Regions from separate parts of the Mus musculus genome. Here all the other regions are linked to region 2. The links are chromatin contacts, called in public Hi-C and HiChIP or PLAC-seq maps. All regions are on one chromosome and are shown on one strand. The core of a region is the stretch at or near the end of the contact, and the rest is flanking DNA. Distances in the headings are between cores, read along the strand shown. Region 1 has its middle 4.0 kb from the start of Mir7-2. Region 2 overlaps Agbl1 (ATP/GTP binding protein-like 1). Region 3 overlaps E430016F16Rik (RIKEN cDNA E430016F16 gene). Region 4 has its middle 17 kb from the start of Mrpl46.

Region 1 (2,961 bases), core at 185-2,684, 2.5 Mb before region 2:
AGCCACAAGCAGCCAGGCAGCAGAAAAGTTGACTCAGGGAAATCATGTGCAATCCCGATTGGCTAAAGCAAAACCCTCATCCTGGGACCCAGAACTCAGAAACCGCCCTGTGCTCCTGGATAAAAACTAAGGCAGATTCAATCATTCTGGGTACTCTGCTCTCTCAGCTAGTCAGGAAAGGATAAATGGCATCCTCTTATTGGTTGATGAAGTGACACATACCAACCAATGAGAGACTGGCTTTTCTTTCCTAGCCAATAAGGTCTCAGTTATCTTCTTGAAAGGAAATTAAACCCTTTGTCCATAAAGAAATGAGCAAAAAAAGAAATAATTATTTTTAAAAATTACTATTGTTGCCATGGGGCATTACTGATCAGTGATCAGTGATAGCTGGCCCAGAGAATTAGTAAAGTAAAGGAGAGCCGTTCTCTGAGTAGAAAACTCAAAAAGCAGACCAGCTACCTGGTTTGGTGTAAATGAAGTTTCTATAGTAACATGTAAGGCAAGGTATCTTGATATAAATGCCTATATTGATATATCTAAACAGGCTTTTGGGGCAGTGAGTATTATATATACACATATAATATATTATATATAATTGTATTATGTAAAGAGAAAGGCTGAAGGAAACATGATTTGTTGGTGTAAGGCATCCTCGTAGTTACTGCCTGAAACAGGAGGTTTCCCCTGTCTGTGTCGTCAGGTGTCAGATGTGCAGAGGTAGCAGATTCTTGGCTCTTAGTGAGAGCTATTCTAGATGATGAATGTATAAAACAGGTCGCTCTGCTAACTTCCTGGGCTTTTCCCTCTCCCACCCCACCCAAGAGAAGGCTACAGTCACCTTGGAAAATGTGTAGGGACCATGATTTCCCACCCGTGTGTTACGGATGAATACAGACAAGTGAGGCTGGTGTAGGAAGCAGTCAGCGCTTGTCAGTCCGGGGGAAGGGGAAAGGCCAGAGGACTGACCCTCCGAGTGCTGGTTTTATAAGGAAGCCAATGCAGAGGAGGAAGACTAGATAAACGTCTGGAGAATCCAGTGCTGCTGTGCTGTAGGGTAATTGGGGCGTGTGTGTGTGGGGGGGGTGGGGGTAGGGAAGAGGAGATCACCTCCTCATATAAAGGGATAAATAAAAGGACCTCAAATCGCAAGTCCCAAGAAAATGGCTGGGCAGCTTATGATTACATCTCTGAAGTGGGCTGGGGTATGGTTGGGGAGGATTTCGGGGGTCTTATTTCCTTGACTTAGGGGGAAAAAATCACCTTCTAGGGTGCCCTCGAGTATTTCATGAGAATGGCAGGGACTCCCACGCAGCCAGGACTGAGGCAGGGGCTACCAGTAGATATTTAATTTAGAGAATCAAGGTACTCACAGATAAACAGGAGCCAAAGCCCCTCCATTCACTGTTACCAAGGCAACAGGAAGCAGGGGCTGCGGGTGGTTGCTAGGTAACCACACTAGAGCTGGCGTCCTGTCCGCTCTGCTTTCCTCCTCCCCCACCTCCATTAGTCCTTTTGTGACAGCTCCCCCCTCCCCCGACTTTTTCCTCCTTGCCAAAACAATTATCTGTGCTCCTCTACAAAGGCTTTTAGGGCTTTTTCTGATTATTTATATAAATATATTATATTTATATATGTATGTATATATATATATATATATATATATATATATATACACATATATATACACACACACACATACATGTATACACACACACACATACCTACCTGCCTGCCTACCTGGATGCTCATTTGGGGCAGACTTCATCTACACCCAGAGGTGAGGCACCCAGACACAATGTACTACTTCCTACCATAGCCTCGGTTTCTTTTCTCTCCAACTCCATGTTTTTTTCCCTCGTTTACCCCGAGTAAGGTTTGGGGAGAAGGCAGACCTAAATGTGGCGATTCCCCTTTGGTTTAGATAGTGAAGGTGACATAGAATGTCTTAGACACCCAAAGCCCTGGAGAAACGAGAAAGCCGATCTCCTCCCCGGACCCCCCCCCCCCCCCACACACACACACCGTTATTCTTCTACAAACCGCATCGCACCTCTTGGCCTCGGTTGAATGGAGTCTGGAATTGTGGACATGGGCCTGGCGTCTTGGGAAGAGCCCAGGAACCGACCTCTGGTACTCTGCGGCCCCGGTGCTGTCCAGCTTCTGAAGGTGCCTAATGAGTGGTGCTGAAGCTGTACGGACCTCCAATACTGCTGGATCCCGAGCTCCATTCAGGATCCCAGTGAGTGGAGATGCAAGACTGGGATTTATCTGCCCTGTTTGCGCCTTTTCATCAGCTACTTCCCCAGCCCTCACACTCCCTTTCCCCGGGTTCGTTGGGCCACCAACTAATGACACAAAGGGTAAGAAAAGGGGTTGGTTGTCCTGGGATGGTTACCCGCTGCTTTTCCCGGCACCGTGTACGTCTTCCTCCCGTGGGCGCTGGACTCTGGGGATGCTCGCCCGTAAGATCGCGGCTGACTTCAGCACGGACTCCTGGCTCTCAGATCTTGTGGGACGCTTTCCCGCAGGCAACAGGTCGGCTACACCTAGAGTCTGGGCGAAAGGCACCAGAGACCCAGCGGCAGCGCGGGGCTTAGCTCACATGCAACCCTCTTACTCCAGCTGGCAGGAGAGCCCAGCGCTAGCTCCAGAACGGCTTTCCCAGCCACCGCCACCACCCGCACCCCCTCCCTCCCACCCCCAGTTTGGAGAAAGGGAGACATCGCACCTGTGGCTGAGCAGATCCTTTCCCTTCCCTCCCGGGCATCCTGGGACTTGACCTCCTGAATCCAGTTGAGACTTGGTGTTGGCAGCCCTTCCAAGAGGAGCCCTTGACAAGGGGGAAGGGATCCGGGGGTATGGGGGCACTAAATGAGATTTTTACCCACTGAGGCTTGAGGCAGCCGAGGAAGAAAGCCTCTGCACTGCTTCCTTGTGGAAGAAATCCCTTGCCCCAGA
Region 2 (2,910 bases), core at 141-2,640:
GCTCATTATTTTTAGAGGGTATAGACCAGCCTGCCTCGATAACTATGTCTCTGTAGTTGACCCCAGGGTACCATGAGAGCAGACATTATGATCACTATGTAAACAGTGATATCCACCATATCATGCCCTTATGATGACTGATGCAATTATATCACATGTATACCATCTTCATCATGACTTGGAGACTTTTACACTTTTACAGTCTTTTCGAAGGGACACTTTGACCCAAACTTGCAGGCAAATGTTAGAATAGAGGGGAAGCCCTGGAGATAGAGGTGGTAAAAGATAGTATGCTACCTGTGCATAAGAACTGACCCGACTTAACAGCGGCATGCCAACAATAATGTTTTAGCCAAGTTTTGTGTCAAGCGGGAACATCTTATCAGCGCCATTCACAGCTCTGTTCAGACCCAGGATGGTCACCTCCGAAGAGTTTGACCATCACAGGAAAGGGTTCACTAGCCTACCTTCCTGTCACTGGATAACAACCCCACTGTCCTCAACAACTTAGGTTCAATTCAACTGCTTAATTAGGCCCATTAATTCTAAGAGACTGCAAAATGACTGGACTGGGTCTTGATGGATACAAGACTCTGGCTTTCTCTGGGTCAAATATCACTAGACTATCATTACTATTATTATATTACCATTTATTATTATTATTATTTTACTACTTAGAGAAGTGTGACACACTTTTCCAGCCTCCCACAGAAAGCATCATGTCACTCCATCTTGAAGCTGTAATCGCAAACAACAGGTCAAGCTCCCACACACCCCACGATGATATTCATTCAGAAGTTTCCAAGGCTGATTTCTTCCAGACCCTCAGGAACGTCCCTGGAAACTTCTCAGTGTCTAACAAGAGTTGGAAAGCAAAAGAAAAAAATGAGCTGTTCTTAACTGGGGTCTCAACCTGAGCCCCATTGTGCCTACCAAATATGTGTCATTCACACTTAGGCTTTGGTGATGAAAACGTTAGATTCTGTTGCAAAGAAGCATCAAGCCCCGCCTACAACCCTCCACTTACTGCAAGCCAACCTAAGGCCATGTTTAAGATCGCATAGTCAATCTATGGCTCAGTCCAGGGTTCCTGACTCCTGCTGAAGGTTACCAGAAATATGAAAATCTGACGCTTTGGAAGCAGTCACAACTGAGGTAAAGTTTAGCTTTCCTTGTGCTTTTTGTGGGACTTCAGCAAGTCTTTGTTTTGTGCTAACTACCTCTTCTTGGCATGTAGGACAGGTATAGTACTATGACTATTATGTAAGTGAGGACAAAGAGTTCAATGTAACGTGAGCAAAGTGTCCAGCACGCTATTCATCACCATAGTCACGCTGTGGATGCTGCGGTGGTTGCTCTGGTACAGTCACGCTCTTTCCAACCTCCCCCACTCCCCAGCTCACAGGCAGCTTGCAGTAGCAGTTAATTAAAGATGTCATCAGATTGGGAGAAGGGCCTCTTGCAGAGGGTGCAGAACTAGAAGACTCTTGTCCTCCCAAACCAATTTAGGACCTTTACAAGTTGTCACAAGGGTCTGGGAGACTAGCGACCCTAACAACCAGCGTTGCTGCTGTCAAGCAGAGACAGCTTGCAAAATGCTACTGGGATGTCCCCGCCCTCTGTCAATCCTGCTCAGTCATGCTAACACCACTTGGAAGGCAACAAATTCCATCCGCTGTTCTAACCCCAGGCTCCACTCACCCTGCCTCCTCCCACCTCCCTTAAATAATGGCTGCGCAAATGCCTCTGAGACCATCTTCAGATAATTTCCTTCAAGACATGCAAGCTGCTAACGCTGGGAAGCACAGATAGTGTGCGCTAGCAAATATGGCCAAAATTAGATTAAAATAACCTCCTGATAAACAAATTACTCACCGAAAATAAATATTGGACTAGCAATGGTCGAGATAACTAGAAGAACAGCACCACCACATGGCATGAAGAGGAACTACAGGAACAACTGTCTGCAACTCAGCCCACACTTCCTTGCAGCATCAGGCTGAGGAGGGCAAAGGAGACAACCGGCACAGTTGCAACCTTTTAACTTAAACTTTTTAAAATCACTTATGCACTTATGCAAAGCACGTAAGTATTTGGCAGGCAAGACCGGACTCGAAGCCAAGAAAGTAAAGAGGAATATGCCAAATTGAATGTGGCATGACGTAATAGGAGCCTGTAATCCTTCCAGTTCCTGCTCCTCGCTCCCGGATCTCATGCCCCCATTCATCAGCCTTGCCTGATGCTCACCCTCGAAGCAGCAAACACAGGCTCCTCACACACATGCTGGTGTTTTAGCATCTCTCACCGGGGCCCATTCAAACGTTATGTGGAGTGGACCGTGTGATGTTTCTGACTTAAGTAACACATGGTCTTCCAAGATAATTCTCCTGATACTTAAGCAATATTTACTTAGCTTCCTTTCAACATTTCGTTGTTCCTTCTTTGGGTTAAGTAAACCTAGCCTCTTTAATCTCTTCCTGGTGAAGCATGGGGCTTAGCTCACTGGGAGGAAGAGACTGTCAGGTAAACCCTAAAGCCTGCTGCCTGAATAAATTATTTAAGCCTTCCAGACTTCAGTTACCCCACTTACTGAGACGGGGATTGCGAAATATCCTTTTCGGGCTAAACATACACAGTGTCTGACATGCTAAGAACTCAATAAATGGATATACGTGTCATTTTAAACCAGCATGGTGATGGATGTGGCTTGCCATGCTGCCTTCAAATGAAGCCAACTGCAGCAGTGTGACAAATACAAAAAAAAAAAATCAATATTATTTGAAGGAGATGTTTGACTCATCAGTGAAATACATAATGTATGCTTCCCCAGAAGTCATAGTAGAAAAAAAAAAAGAGAGAGAGAGACAATCGGGTTTGTGAACATACCACAATAACTAAGGCATGGTGGAA
Region 3 (2,941 bases), core at 366-2,865, 2.2 Mb before region 2:
GGATATGGTTTCTTGACAGGCAAAAGGATGGTGGCACTCATGTTCAGGTTACTTATCTTGGGAGTATGATTATGACTTTGGGGAACCTGAAAAGAAAGTTCTAGAATGAGCAGTTGATGCTGCCCCAGAATGGAGTCTTCAGAAGAGGTCAAAGGTAAGAATGGGCAGAAGCTGCAGGCAAGGAAATAAGACACTGGTTGGTGTACATATGTGAACAGCCAGGACTGTCCCAGGACTCTGCCCAAAAGGGCAGCTGGGAGAAAGGACTGGTCTCCATTAGAGCTGGAAGCCAAGAAGCAAGAGGTGAGTAATGGGTAGCCTTGTGAAGTGCAGTTTGGACCTACAGCTTAGGAACGGACTTGGTTGTCCTGAGGATCCTGGGACCTGCGAAGAAACACAAAGAAGTCTAGGAAAGGATGTAAAAGGAGAAGCAGAGGAAAGGTGGATAAGAGAGAGCCACTGTAGACAGACAGGAGGAAAGGAGGAAGAATGCGTGCCTGCCGGCACCAAAGTTTCCAGACCTTCATTTGTTTTATTGTAGCCTTCTGCACATATCTAGTCAAGTAGCTGCATACCCCAACCTGGCTGGCATAGGGAATGGTGCCTGTTAGGTCCCCTTAAAGACAGGACATGGGAGGAAGTGCAGGATAAGAGCAAAGTCATGAGTTTAAGACCTACTGGAGCACATGGATGAGGGTCCCTGGGTCTCAGAAACATGAGTCCATGGGTAGACTGTAAGTGCACCCCATCAGACATCCCCTCTGTGTTCAGGATTACTGCTGTTTCCCTGATCCAGCAGGCAGAGTCACAAACCTCCCCTGGAAAGAGGCTGCAGAAAGTCTGTCAGTCCCAGAGAAGACTGGGAGCCTGTGCATCAGTTGGGGGGTTGGGGGGGGCTGGGGAAAAGGGAAGGTGGCTCTCGTTCCTGCGTGGCATTTGCTATTTCGGACTTACTGAAAGTCTGCTTCTCATGGATCTCTGCTCTGATGAGAGTGACAAGACTTCTCACAGCGATCTCTTTACTTAACCCCTTTTGCTGGGCCATCTGTTCACTACTCTGATGTATGCTTCTCCTCGGAGGAGCCATCAAATTATTCAGGCTCCTTCCCTGGTGCAGACGCTGCTCTCCTCCCAGCTGCCCCTACCCCACACAGCCGAAGCCAAACCACTTTCCCACATCCTGAGTGACACAGATACTGTGTGCGCGCGGGGGGAGGGGGGTGCCCGTGGGCGAGCAATCATGGTCCTTGAAAAAAAAACACTGGGGGTTCGGTTCGGTGCTCATCCTCACTGTGGAGTCCAGCTTATGCTTCAACTCCAACGCCTCCCCCAGACTGGCTTTCAAAAATACCCACTTCTGAGAGCTCTATGGTCCTTTCTGTGCACTCCCATCAGTGAGGACCTGCGACAATCACTTGCTCTCTCACAGAACACCCTGGGTCTTCTGGAACCTGGGGTGGGGGGCGTGGTGGCACCGAAAACTTTCTCCTTATTCATTTTCAAGTTCTTACAAATTTTGAAGCCTTCTTGGGCTTTTATATGCCCCTCCCTCCCCTCTGCGCCTCATGTCTCTCTCCTTGATGTGGTCAGTTCTCTGCAGCGGGGCCCAGGGCAGCAGCGCTGTTGCTGACAAAAGACTTTCCATATGCTCAGTCCAATATGGTAGTTGTCAGCCACTGCACCTACTGAGTTCTTGAAACCCGGCTTGTACTCTGGTGCTTGTATTTATATTTATGTTGAAGCCAGTCGTGGTAGACTTAAACTTAGCTTCAAAGCAGCGCCGGCCACTGAGACACCTGGGAGGGAATAAGCTAGAGGGGCGAGGTCTGCGGAAGGAGCCGAGCCCTGGGTGGGAGTTACAGATAGGCAGAGTGAAAGCTCAGAGATGCACTGATCCAGGCCCAGGCCTCTGGAAAGCCCCAGTCTCTCCTCATGGCCCAACCTCCCTGGCTCTGCTACCTGCATCTCAGGCAGAGGAAACTGCTTGGTGCTTAGCTGGTCCTTAACACCCTCCAGGGCAGGCATCAGGCTGTGAGAAGTTTTGAATAATGAATGCAGTCAAGAGGGGTGCTGGCTTTTTCCATTCACTAGCTGGAGCGCCTTCCCCAGTGGGTGGGTGAGGCACACAGTCATCACCCACCCCTAGAGCAATCTTCCCAGGGTGAGAACAGGCCCCCACCCCCGCCTTTCTTCCTTTGCCCACAGGAGGCTGAGAGCTGGCAGGAGGGGGGTGGGGTAGGGAGGCTGCAGAGCCCTGCCTTAGAATTCCAAGCAAGGAGCCACAGCTAAGGTTCTCTTCTCTTGTTTTCTAGCCACTGTTTATTGAGCTCATCTTCCAGGTACTGTGCTAAGTCACATAAGCGTATATTCTCCACTGGTCCTAGGAGGTGAAATCAGCCCTGGTTTCTGAGCCCAAGGCTCAGAAAAGCTAAGTGACTTGTTCCAAGCCAGCAGCTGATCTGTTTTGATCTCAATGTCCAAACTTTTATCAAAAGCACTGCCTTCTCCTTCTGGGTTAGCAGGCCAGATGGGTACCTTTTGGAATGCCTTTGGAGGAAGAAAAGGAGTATGGACCAGCAGGATTGTCAGCTTCTGCTAGTGCCCAGGAAACTGTCACTGAGTAGACATTCCTTAGCCAGTGACTCAAAACCGAAGGATGCTTAATCAAAGTTTAGTCTGACATATGGAGAACTGGCAGGAGATTAATTTAATATCACCTCATGTTGAAACCCTCACCCCCCTCCCGCCTCGTTCCTCCTCTCTTGGTCTCTTTCCAATCTGTTTTCATTGGCATCTTCAACTAGGAGCAGACAGAACCAAGAGAAGCACCAAGAAAGGCATTGCCTGACGCCAGCTGTGATCTCTGGGCAAAGGCCGGGCTCTCTGAGACCAGAGGAATGCAGGCAACTTCCCAGAAGCACCTGGGTACAGGGCTGGGAGC
Region 4 (2,902 bases), core at 195-2,694, 2.4 Mb before region 2:
GTTTCCAGCTCTCTCAACACCATGGGAACTCATTCTCCATGTTGAAAAGTCTCTTTTGAACGACATGGCGTGGGCTACATTTTCCTAACTGCATCCTGACTGATGTTGAGCCAACGCCACGACGATAATGGATTTCACGGTGTCACTTAAACACGCATGTAATGTATTTGGGAGTAACCACCTCCTCATCTTCTTCTTCCATAGTCATCTCTTCAATTTTGGGGGCATCTTCAATTATTTTTTTTCTCTACAGTATACATATGAGAGAGCACCTGTGATAGTATTTTTTGAATCCAGCTTATTTTACTTAATGTCCATTTTCCCATAAATGACATGAGTTTGTTCTTTGTGGCTAGGTAGCACTCCATTGTGTATACATACTACACTCTCTGTGTTCATCTGTGGGTGAACCATTTTGGCTTTTGTGAATCGTTGGTGATCAACACCAGCACGCAGAAGTCTCTGACATGTGTCAGTTTTGATTCCTTTTCAGATAATCCTCAGGAGCAACACTCACAGGAGAGCAGTCTCATCCCTTGCCCGTAGCTCTCTAGGTGTGGTTGAATCTCTGTTGAACTAAATCCTAGTTCATACCATTCAGTATTTTGCTGAGTTCAGTGGCACCTTCTCCTCTGCTTCTCCAGGGCTTTACTGAGCTAAAGCTTCAGGAAGCATCTCTGCCTTCTCTAGGTGGATACAGAGAACAGTGCCCAGCCTCACGACAGACTCCATCTTCTTGGATAGAGTCCATTTGATGGACAGTGTCCTTGCAGAAACTTAAAGGGGCATTTTATAGGACCAGATTTTTGCATCATTTAGCTAGATATGATTTCAGAAGCCACGTGGGTCATCACTACCTGGCTCCTCAGGAAAGAATGGGAGCCATCTCTATCTCCCTAAAGATTTATGGTGTGAGAACTGACCACCGAAACTAAATTCACATTTCATGGACACACCCTTGGGCAAACCACACTTTGATTCTGGCTTTCTTGTTCTCAAAATTATGAGAGATTGTTGCCAGTCATTTATTACTGTTTTCAAAATGCCAAGGGAACTGTATAATCTTGAACAAGTTCTATGCCAGCATGTGGGCCTCGTTTTCTGCATTGGCAGTGTAAGAATGTTGGATTCACGTCCTGGTTGGGGCAGCTGCTGGTTCATGTGCGTCAGGGATTGGGTGAGTCTGTGCAGTACACATCGTATCCACAGGGAGGCGCCACACACAAACGTATATCCCTCCTAGGTACGCTTGGCCAAAAGCTGGGCTGTGGGTCAGAAAGCCCCACTGGCTCTTAGGCTTTCTAGCGTGTTATTACCGCCAGGTGGCCATCTGTCCACAACAACGAGTCAAGGCACGATGGCCACTGCAAACACGCAACTGTATTGCAAGGAAGAAGTCACCAACCAAATCGTTAATGCATTAGCTTAATGCATCAGAAGGAGCTGACAGGATTAAGCTGAGATCACTAAAAGGGTGAGGCAGCTCAGGAGAGGTAGAAAGAACTGGGGGAAAGGGCAAGGACACCAGCTTGCAGGCAGGTTGCCGGCCGCGTACTGGACTCGATGTTACATATTCACAGGTTGGTAGGTTCACCCTGTGTTCTGAGTTTCTCTGACACTCGTGAGATACCAGTTGAAGAAGCAACTCTAGCTGACAGATGAGGGAAGAGCTGGAGGGAGGTGGCTTGCTAGCTAGTCAGTGGCAGAGCTCCATCTTAAGACCAGTCCTCATGTGCCATGATGCCAGGTTCAAGCAGCACACCCAGGATCCTGGAAGCAGCTAGTTTTTACCCGAGCATGGAGTGGGTTCGGTGGAATCTATTCGTCACAGCTCCTGGCATATGACAGGGAAACAGTGCTGACCTTGGCTTCACATGTAGCAGAGAGTGAATCGAAGTGGACTCTTTGAGTCACCTGCTTCTATCCCTTGTTATATTTTGAGACAATAAGGCCCAGAGTTAGTCATTTTGCCAAGGATGGAGCCAAAAGCAAGAGAGTAGGAAATCTTCATCCCCACCTGGGCTTTTGCTCAGATGTCCTGTGGGCTCTGCTTGGTTGTAGTGTGGGATTCCCAGCATTGTTTGGGAGCCTACGGGCCTGCCCAATTGCCCTCAAATGCCAGCCTCCTAGGTGCCAGCCTTGCCCTGCCGCCAGCATCTCCTCCCCTGCTGGCCAAGCTCCTTGGCCTTTGTTAAGACCTGTTGGGCAAAGCAGGGATTACCCAGCATGCCAGGCATGTAGAGGCCAGAGAACCAGGCTCTTGGCTCTGCACAGCTTTCCCTGGGATTACAAGATAATGCATTTGAAGAAACATTAACTCATCCAAGTTTATGGATTATATGGAAACGAAATCGTAGTAATCTCCTCAGCCATCTGGTCCTTGATGCCACTTAGCCAGGACCTCCCAGAAGCGCCCCTCCCCCCAGGTCCCCACACAGGGCTGGGGACAGGGATGGCCATGTTCCTTATTCCTCAGGCCAGGGCAGCATTTTCCAAGGGTCTTGGAAGGGCCAGTACAGTTTGTGCCTTCAGTATCAGAGAGGTGGGCAGGGCAGCTATAGCAGGGCAGAGATGTGGAAAACCATTCATTACCAATAATGCTGCATATGGGCCGTCAACCTGTGTTTGTAATGAAAACCCGACTTTGCAGTTTAGAAAGCATCATTAGGCACATTTCTAGGGTTGGAGTGCTGGGAGGGGAATTTTTCTCCAGATGAGATGCTTGCATCTTCCATCTTTCTAAAGAATCCCGAGCAATGGAATCCCAGCCCTTCTCTGCCTCCAAACCAGGGGATGCAGGTTCTCTGCAGCCAGGACTTTGAATTATGCACTTGTGGCAGAGTGCAATCTCCTGAAGCTGTCTAAAGGGGAGGAAGCGGAACAGGGTGATGTACAGGGGCAA

The links. A called contact is a pair of places that touch in the nucleus more often than the background predicts. HiChIP or PLAC-seq counts read pairs in DNA pulled down with a chosen protein or histone mark.
Region 1: a contact with region 2 is called in an H3K4me3 HiChIP or PLAC-seq map of embryonic forebrain, with 10 times the contacts expected there. The contact joins two enhancer-like sites. A contact is called at or near these places in 5 of 39 promoter capture datasets (cranial neural crest, embryonic stem cells, frontonasal cranial neural crest and 2 more), 4 of 484 Hi-C or Micro-C datasets (adipose-derived mesenchymal stem cells, cerebellar granule neurons and cerebellum) and 4 of 115 datasets of contacts at active chromatin or transcription factors (astrocytes, embryonic forebrain, forebrain and 1 more).
Region 3: a contact with region 2 is called in a Hi-C map of cortical neurons, with 4 times the contacts expected there. The contact joins two enhancer-like sites. A contact is called at or near these places in 5 of 39 promoter capture datasets (the C10 cell line, frontonasal cranial neural crest, hippocampal neurons and 2 more), 25 of 484 Hi-C or Micro-C datasets (the AML12 cell line, the N1E-115 cell line, cerebellar granule neurons and 13 more) and 1 of 9 other capture datasets (embryonic stem cells).
Region 4: a Hi-C map of cortical neurons shows a contact between it and region 2, with 7 times the contacts expected there. The contact joins two enhancer-like sites. A contact is called at or near these places in 1 of 15 datasets of contacts at CTCF or cohesin (the NIH/3T3 cell line), 35 of 484 Hi-C or Micro-C datasets (the AtT-20 cell line, B cells, CD4 T cells and 22 more) and 3 of 115 datasets of contacts at active chromatin or transcription factors (astrocytes, embryonic basal ganglia and embryonic forebrain).

Annotation. Positions count from the first base shown.
Region 1 is chr7:78,882,809-78,885,769 of GRCm38.p6, reverse strand. No RefSeq gene overlaps it. Among named protein-coding and RNA genes, the nearest start is that of Mir7-2, 4.0 kb to the left of the region's middle. Within about 2 kb of position 1,434, at least 41 of the 459 cell types and tissues checked have an H3K27ac peak or open chromatin away from gene starts, as enhancers often do. A contact at or near this core is called in embryonic forebrain, forebrain and hippocampal neurons, where this site is marked.
Region 2 is chr7:76,392,096-76,395,005 of GRCm38.p6, reverse strand. All of the region lies in intron 6 of Agbl1 (ATP/GTP binding protein-like 1), which reads right to left. Among named protein-coding and RNA genes, the nearest start is that of Gm30774, 25 kb to the right of the region's middle. Within about 2 kb of position 1,390, at least 108 of the 459 cell types and tissues checked have an H3K27ac peak or open chromatin away from gene starts, as enhancers often do. A contact at or near this core is called in the N1E-115 cell line, brain, cerebral cortex and 7 more, where this site is marked.
Region 3 is chr7:78,596,560-78,599,500 of GRCm38.p6, reverse strand. All of the region lies in intron 8 of E430016F16Rik (RIKEN cDNA E430016F16 gene), which reads left to right. Among named protein-coding and RNA genes, the nearest start is that of Ntrk3, 20 kb to the right of the region's middle. Within about 2 kb of position 1,615, at least 68 of the 459 cell types and tissues checked have an H3K27ac peak or open chromatin away from gene starts, as enhancers often do. A contact at or near this core is called in cerebral cortex, cortical neurons, forebrain and 3 more, where this site is marked.
Region 4 is chr7:78,764,818-78,767,719 of GRCm38.p6, reverse strand. No RefSeq gene overlaps it. Among named protein-coding and RNA genes, the nearest start is that of Mrpl46, 17 kb to the left of the region's middle. Within about 2 kb of position 1,444, at least 31 of the 459 cell types and tissues checked have an H3K27ac peak or open chromatin away from gene starts, as enhancers often do. A contact at or near this core is called in the N1E-115 cell line, brain, cortical neurons and 1 more, where this site is marked.